Regions from separate parts of the Mus musculus genome. Here region 1 is linked to region 2. A link is a contact called in public Hi-C data. All regions are on one chromosome and are shown on one strand. The core of a region is the stretch at or near the end of the contact, and the rest is flanking DNA. Distances in the headings are between cores, read along the strand shown.

The links. Hi-C and Micro-C count contacts between places; a contact is called where the count stands out from the background.
Region 1: a Hi-C map of uterus shows a contact between it and region 2, with 4 times the contacts expected there. The contact joins two enhancer-like sites. A contact is called at or near these places in 5 of 484 Hi-C or Micro-C datasets (bone marrow-derived macrophages, embryonic retina, myeloid progenitors and 1 more) and 1 of 115 datasets of contacts at active chromatin or transcription factors (embryonic stem cells).

Annotation. Positions count from the first base shown.
Region 1 is chr6:112,620,991-112,624,201 of GRCm38.p6, reverse strand. All of the region lies in intron 11 of Rad18 (RAD18 E3 ubiquitin protein ligase), which reads left to right. Among named protein-coding and RNA genes, the nearest start is that of Gm23002, 30 kb to the right of the region's middle. Within about 2 kb of position 1,646, at least 14 of the 459 cell types and tissues checked have an H3K27ac peak or open chromatin away from gene starts, as enhancers often do. A contact at or near this core is called in uterus, where this site is marked.
Region 2 is chr6:112,552,133-112,555,351 of GRCm38.p6, reverse strand. No RefSeq gene overlaps it. Among named protein-coding and RNA genes, the nearest start is that of Gm35706, 7.5 kb to the right of the region's middle. Within about 2 kb of position 1,586, at least 18 of the 459 cell types and tissues checked have an H3K27ac peak or open chromatin away from gene starts, as enhancers often do. A contact at or near this core is called in uterus, where this site is marked.

The DNA.
Region 1 (3,211 bases), core at 397-2,896, 69 kb before region 2:
CTAGGCCATTGTGTGATAAGTAGCATTGGAAGACTTCCTGCCGAGAAACGGGAGAAGACAAAGTATGGCATTAAAAAGTTTCCCAACACAATGCTTGCCTGTTCTGGTGTTGCCTTGTGGGAACCAGGCTTGGAGCAGCTCAGATGTCTCAGATGCTCTCTGCCTGTGCTAAAACACAAACCACTTTCTGCAGAAGCCTAGCCTATCGCCCTCTCTGGTGTTGGTGAAGCTGTCGGGCCAACTAATCGTTTGCCCTTGGTTCTCTTAGGGCTTTCCTAATTCTTGACGTATTCTTGATGCCTTCAGATCTATGAGAACCAACAGCAGTGTTTCCATGCCGTACTTTCTGTTCCTGGTCCCCTTGTGGTGTATTTACTCCTACGCATGTTAAATGGCTGCAGATTGGCAGCCGGTGATCGTGCTTGTTTGATGTAGGAAGCTTCCTTAATATTTCTTATGTTATTTCTTAATTGTATTAGCCACCAGTCCTCCTAGCTTTTGTCTGTGATGTCTCTTCTCAGCTTTCATCTTTAAAAGCTGTTTTTGCTGGGAGCGGCTTCTAGGTTGACAGTTTTTCTTCTGGCACTTTCAAGCCACCACTGCGTCACCTCAAGGCCTGTCTGGTTTGTGATGCGAAGCCTACTGGAAATCTTATTTATCCCTCTATGGAATGTCCTTTAGCTCTGTCTGCCTTCAAAGATTTTCAGCACTTTGAATATGTATCTAGGTGTTTACTGTTTGTTATTTGTTAATGGGGGCAGGGCTAACTAACTAGCTTTAGTCTATTTGATGTCTTTAATTGATTTTTAGAAAACTCAGTATTGTAATTAATTTTATAGTCATTTCTTCTTCAGGGATTCTAGTCATGTACACACACATGCAATTTTTTTCTGTTTTAGTTTGGACTTAAATTTTTTTTTTTTTTTTTTTTTTTACTTATATGTATGTATGTGTGTAAGAGAGGGTGTTTGTGTCATGTGTGCGCAGGTTGCGGGTGAAGAGAACATTGAATCCCCTGGAACTGGAGTTAAAGGTGGTTAAGAGCTCCCTTCTGTGTTCAGGAGCAAGCGCTCTTAACCACTGAGCCATCTCTTCAGCCCCCAGTTTGATGTTTTTTGCTGACATATCTTTTAAATTTACTGTATCATTCATCAGTTTCATACTTTATACGTAATTGTCCTTTAAAGAAGCATTTCTTCTCTGATGCTTTAGAACTTTTCAGTGTTTCCATTTGATTTGTTCATATCATTTCCATGTCTGTGGGAGTTCTCTGGATGTTCCTTTTCTTTTGTGTTAGAGCCCTCAGTGTATATCACTGGTCATAGTTATGTTTGAGGTCATGTGGTCTGGTGGGCCCAGTATTTGGGCTGCCTCTGCATCAGTTGCTTTGTGCATGACAGTAGGGTCTCTTTCTTGATTGTTCTTTGTCTTCATTTTTAGCCTAAGACTGAACATCCTGTGTAGGATGCCTGAGATCGAGCTAAATAATGTTTGTGCCTAGAAAAGAGCCTACTTCTGTCTAACCAGTAATGTGGGGAGTTGAGCCAGGCGATCTGGGAGTTGGCCTGGTTGGGTTTTAGTGGTTGCTCTGACTGCCTTCGCCAAAGAATCCGTGAGATCATCAGCTCTTGTTTTTCCATCAGAAGCTCAGAGACTTTTGTCTGAGTTCCAGGGACCAGTGCATTCCTATTCTTCACAGAAGAGAAGCATCCTGGGAGGGAGACATGCTTTCTGCCTCCCTCCTGGCTGTCTCAATAGGCACTCCTATTTCTGGCCTGTTTTAGGCTTCCTCTTGAGTACCCAGCAGAAGAGTAAGGCTTATTTATAAGTGCGTGTGGACTCACATGTTTGTCTTGTACTTAAGAAGCCAAACCAGCCTGGCCTACATTGTTTTCAGGTGAGCCAGAGCTACATAATAAGACTCTATCTCAACAAAACAAACAATAGCAGCAACAAAGTTAATGGTAAAAGAAAAAAAAATATGTGCTTAATATATTAAAGCCCAGGATTCCTTCCATTCCCAACATCAGAATAAACGATGAAAGAAAAAACTCCTGAGAAGTTTAGCTTAGTGCACAGTATCACAGCATCCCTCTTGCTCCCTTCCTCCCTCTTCTCTCTCTCTCTCTCTCTCTCTCTCTCTCTCTCTCTCTCTCTCTCTCTCTCTCTGTCTCTGTCTCTGTCATTATCTGATGTTCTGCCCAAAGTGAGGGAATTTGTGTGGCCCATCTATCTGTAAAGGGGGACTTGGGTTTTGTTTGGTGTGTGTGTGTGTGTGAGTCAGAGAGACAGACAGGATTTCTCACTGGCCTAGAACTCAATAAATAAGTTAGGCCTGCTTTCAGTGAGCCTCAGCCCAAGGCTCTATCCACCTATCCACCTCCCAGTCCTGGGATTACAAGTACTTGGCTTTTTAATGTAGGTTTGTCCTAGTGAAGGTTTCTGTTAACTGTGAAGAGACACCATGACCATGGCTACTCATATAAAGGAAGGTGTTTAATTGGGGCGGGCTTACAGTTTCAGAGATTTAGTCTGTTATCATGGCAGGAAGCATGGCAGCATGCAGGCAGACATGGTGCTGGAGAAGTAGCTGAGAGTTCTACATCTGAACCTGCAGGCAACAGGAAGAGGGCCAACACTGGGCCTGCCTGGGGCTTTTGAAACCTCAAAGCTCACCCCTCTCCCCACCCCACATACACACCCAATGATACACTTCTTCCTACAAGGCCACACCTCTTAATCCTTCTCAAGTACTGCTACTACCTGATGACTAAGCATTCAATTCTGGGAGCCTCTGGGGGCCATTCTTATTCAGACCACCACCGAGGTCTAGGGAAGGAACTCAAGATTTCCATGACTTAGTTATCTCCCCAGCTCTGTTATTTTGAGACCAAGTCTGGATATAGTATTTGTACCTTCTTCCAGGATAGCCTAGAACTCACAATGGAGGCCAGGATGTAGTCAAAACCACATTTTCCTTCCTCTGCCTCCCAAGTACTAGAATTATAGCTATACCACTCAGCTTTTGACTCAGGTATGTACGCAGCTTTTTAAAGCTACGGGTTTTTGATTCAAGGGAAAGACTCTTTTCTTTGGTCCTTATAAGTTCATTGTTCTCATACTTAACACAATAAGAATGATATAGTAATAATTCAAATTATAGGTTTGTCTTTAGAAGAGAGGCAACTGTGGGTTTTAACGAAGTCATGAA
Region 2 (3,219 bases), core at 337-2,836:
AAGAGAAAGTCCCTCTCATCCATGAATGAGTGAATGAATGAACGAATGAATGCCCTTATAAAAGAAGCTTCAGAGAGCGCTTCTTTTTCTGGTCTTCCCTCCTTTCACTCTGAGGACACAGCATAAAGTTGCCATCTCAGAAGCAGAGAATGGCCCTGACCAAACCAACCTTGAACCTTCAGCTTGAACTTCCAGCTGCTACAACTGTGAGAAGTGTGTTTGTTCCTTATACATTTTGTTAGAGCAGCAAAAATGGAAAGTCATACACTGATGTTAGGATCCAGACAGAGACAGCAAGAGAGAGCATGCAATGGTCATACTGTGTCACAAGGCCCACCAAGTGTCGAGGATGGAGAGATAGACTCCAGCTGTCCATGGGAGATGTTGCAATGTACCTTTAGAGTTGGTCTAGACAGAAGGAGGAATGGAAGACTGGAACCATTTTTTCTTTCAGTTTATTTAAGCAAACCCTCTGGTTCACATTATTCACATCCCTCTCATATGTACATATGCTTATTCTCATCCTAGTTTCTTACCACCAATTTACATCAAATATGCCCTGGGCTTGAGATCTAAGGGCCTATGATTGTTTTCATGTTCCAACAAGACCTTTCTAATGTGGCTCTTCATCTGTGAAATCGTATTCCCACAGTGGTTACATGATCAGTGGAGCCTTTTGGGAACTGATGCAGCCATTAAAGGGAAAGACCAAGAAGGGAAGCCACCCAATTGACACATCCTGGAAGTACATTGATGTGAAAGAAGAAGGATAAATGGGATGCACCACAGTTGCTGAGAGAACCGGAAGGAGAATTGGACACAGATAGCTCTGGCCATAGAGATACTGAAACCTAGTTGGGCTCATGTTGAGAGGTCTTCCTGTGTAAGATGGGAATACGTCATCAGGTCTAAGTTTTGATTCTGCAAGTGACTGCCTGGTCTGTCTCTTTTCATCAGCTCTTGGGCCTTCTCTCAGAACAACTCCTTTGTATGGCCTTATTTGTCTCTAGGTTGCTTTCTCAACTCCATTCTTCTGCCCGGTGATCTCAGGGCCAGAGGCCGTTTGGCAGTGGAAATGATCTTGCATCACAGCTGGATCTTAGAGAAGACCAGCAACGTTGTCATGTAATAGCTTCACTGGAAGCCACATGAGTTGTTTATGAATCTGACTTAAGTCAAATATAGGTGACCAAAAATCACACCTAGAATTATTCCCCAGGTATCATTAGACATATCCATGGCTACTTTTGGTCCTTAAAAATTCCTCAGCGTCGTTTTTTTTCTAGATGAAAGGCATCAACAACTTCACCTGGCCATGTCTTCACAAAGGATCTTCCATCCATACTTATATCTGTAGGGGAAGGTACATAAAAGTCCCATTGACTTGGAGACCTCCCACCTGGGCAGTGGCAGCCTCCCTAGTCATAACTGAGCAGTTGTGATGTCTAAAGCAATCCCTCCTACAAGTAGGCAAGGGTTAAGTTTTGATTGTGTAAGTGGCTAAAGGCTATAAAGCTACAGAGTGCTAAGATAGGTACTCAGAAAAGTCCATCTCAGACTCAAACTCCTTTTTTATATCTCCCATTCCTTTACTAGAGACCAATTGCTTTGGATTAATTATTAACTTGTCGCAGGGCAGCTACCGGCACAGCCATTGTCATGGATAATATATGTTAATTACCTAGCTTGGTGCTTGGCCCTGGAATAAGGGCTCAGCAAATCTTCTCTTCCTCTTCGCAGCACATTTCTGTTTTCCAAAAGGGCCCTCTTCTTTTACAGCTCTGTTACACTGCAGGGAGGAACATGGGCAGCCTCCATAACTTCTGTGTAAGTGACTTGCCTGGTTCTTTAAACATATATTAAGAACCTATGATGTGTGAGGCTCTGTTTATAGGCACTGGGGCTATGCCCCTATGTAAAGCTGCTTTTATGCAGCTTATAGTTGAGTATGTGGGGTGGGGGTGGGGGTAATAACTAGAGAGGACATAAACACCTCCTAAAATACTTAAAGATGGAAGCTATCGAGGGGGCAGAGACTGGCCATCTGGGAAGCCCCGAGGACTGGTTATAATTGAGTGTGGGAAGAAAGGGAGGTTAGACAAGAGGAATGGAAGGGAGTCTGAGGATATGGGGCTTCAGGGCCTCCTCCACAGTTTTGTCCTACGACTACAGAAAGGACAGTTTAGTTCAAACAAACAAATAAATCTACAGAAATATGATCTGTCATGGCAAACGCAACACTGTTAGTCACTATTTCCTCAAGAATCAGAGACATGGATTTGATTATCAGGACCCTTCAGACCTATGCTAGCACAGTCCCACCTTCCTGTCCCCTCTTTGGGCCTTTGAGCTCTGGTTTCTATCTGTGAGGTGAGCCTACGTACTGTCTGCCCACCTGTGGCTTCAGGAAATGACTGACACCTCCCATGGGAATGTGAGCTGAGTTCAGGCAAGACTAATGGCTGCTCCCCGGATGCCCATTGTCAGATGTGCACTTCTCTGCCCAGCTGTGCAGTCCTCCTGCCTGCCTCACTGGGTTCCAGCTCTGGGCTATCTTTTCTTTTGGGCGTCTAGTCACCGTCCAGATGGTTGGCAAGTCACTGTGCCCCTAGTACCATGGCAGCCTGGCCTGGGCGCCATTCCAGAATGTCATTGCTCACTCCTATCAGAAGTGTGAGAACTGCCTGCTGTGTTATGTGTTTCCAAACCCTTCCTACTCCAGAGCCAGATGTGAGCCACCACCCTTAACCCAGGAGCTATCTTTAATTGACATCCAATTGAAAGGGAAAAATCAGTTTTCTCCAATGGAGTCTCATTGAGTGTATAAACCACACTTAAGGGCCAGCAGCAGTAGAACTTTTCTGTCCCGTTGCTTTGTTTGCTTTTGTTTGCTTTTGTTTGTTTGTCTGTTTGTCTGTCTTAGTAGTCTTTTGCTTATATATTATGGCTTCAATTTTGTATTTTTATGGGTTTTATTTTGTTTTTGTGTTTGTGTTCCTTATACATTTTTTAAAATTCTGGCTTGTTCGTCTGTTTGTGTGTGTGTGTGTGAGAAAGAGAGAGAGAGAAAGAGAGAGAGAGAGAGAATGAGAGCACAAAGGGGTAACTCTGGGGTTGTGTGGATAGGGAGGTGGGGAGGATCTGAAAGGAATTGGGAGAGGGGAAACCATGATCAGAATATATTGTTTGAAATATATTCAATTTAAAAATATTGACAAG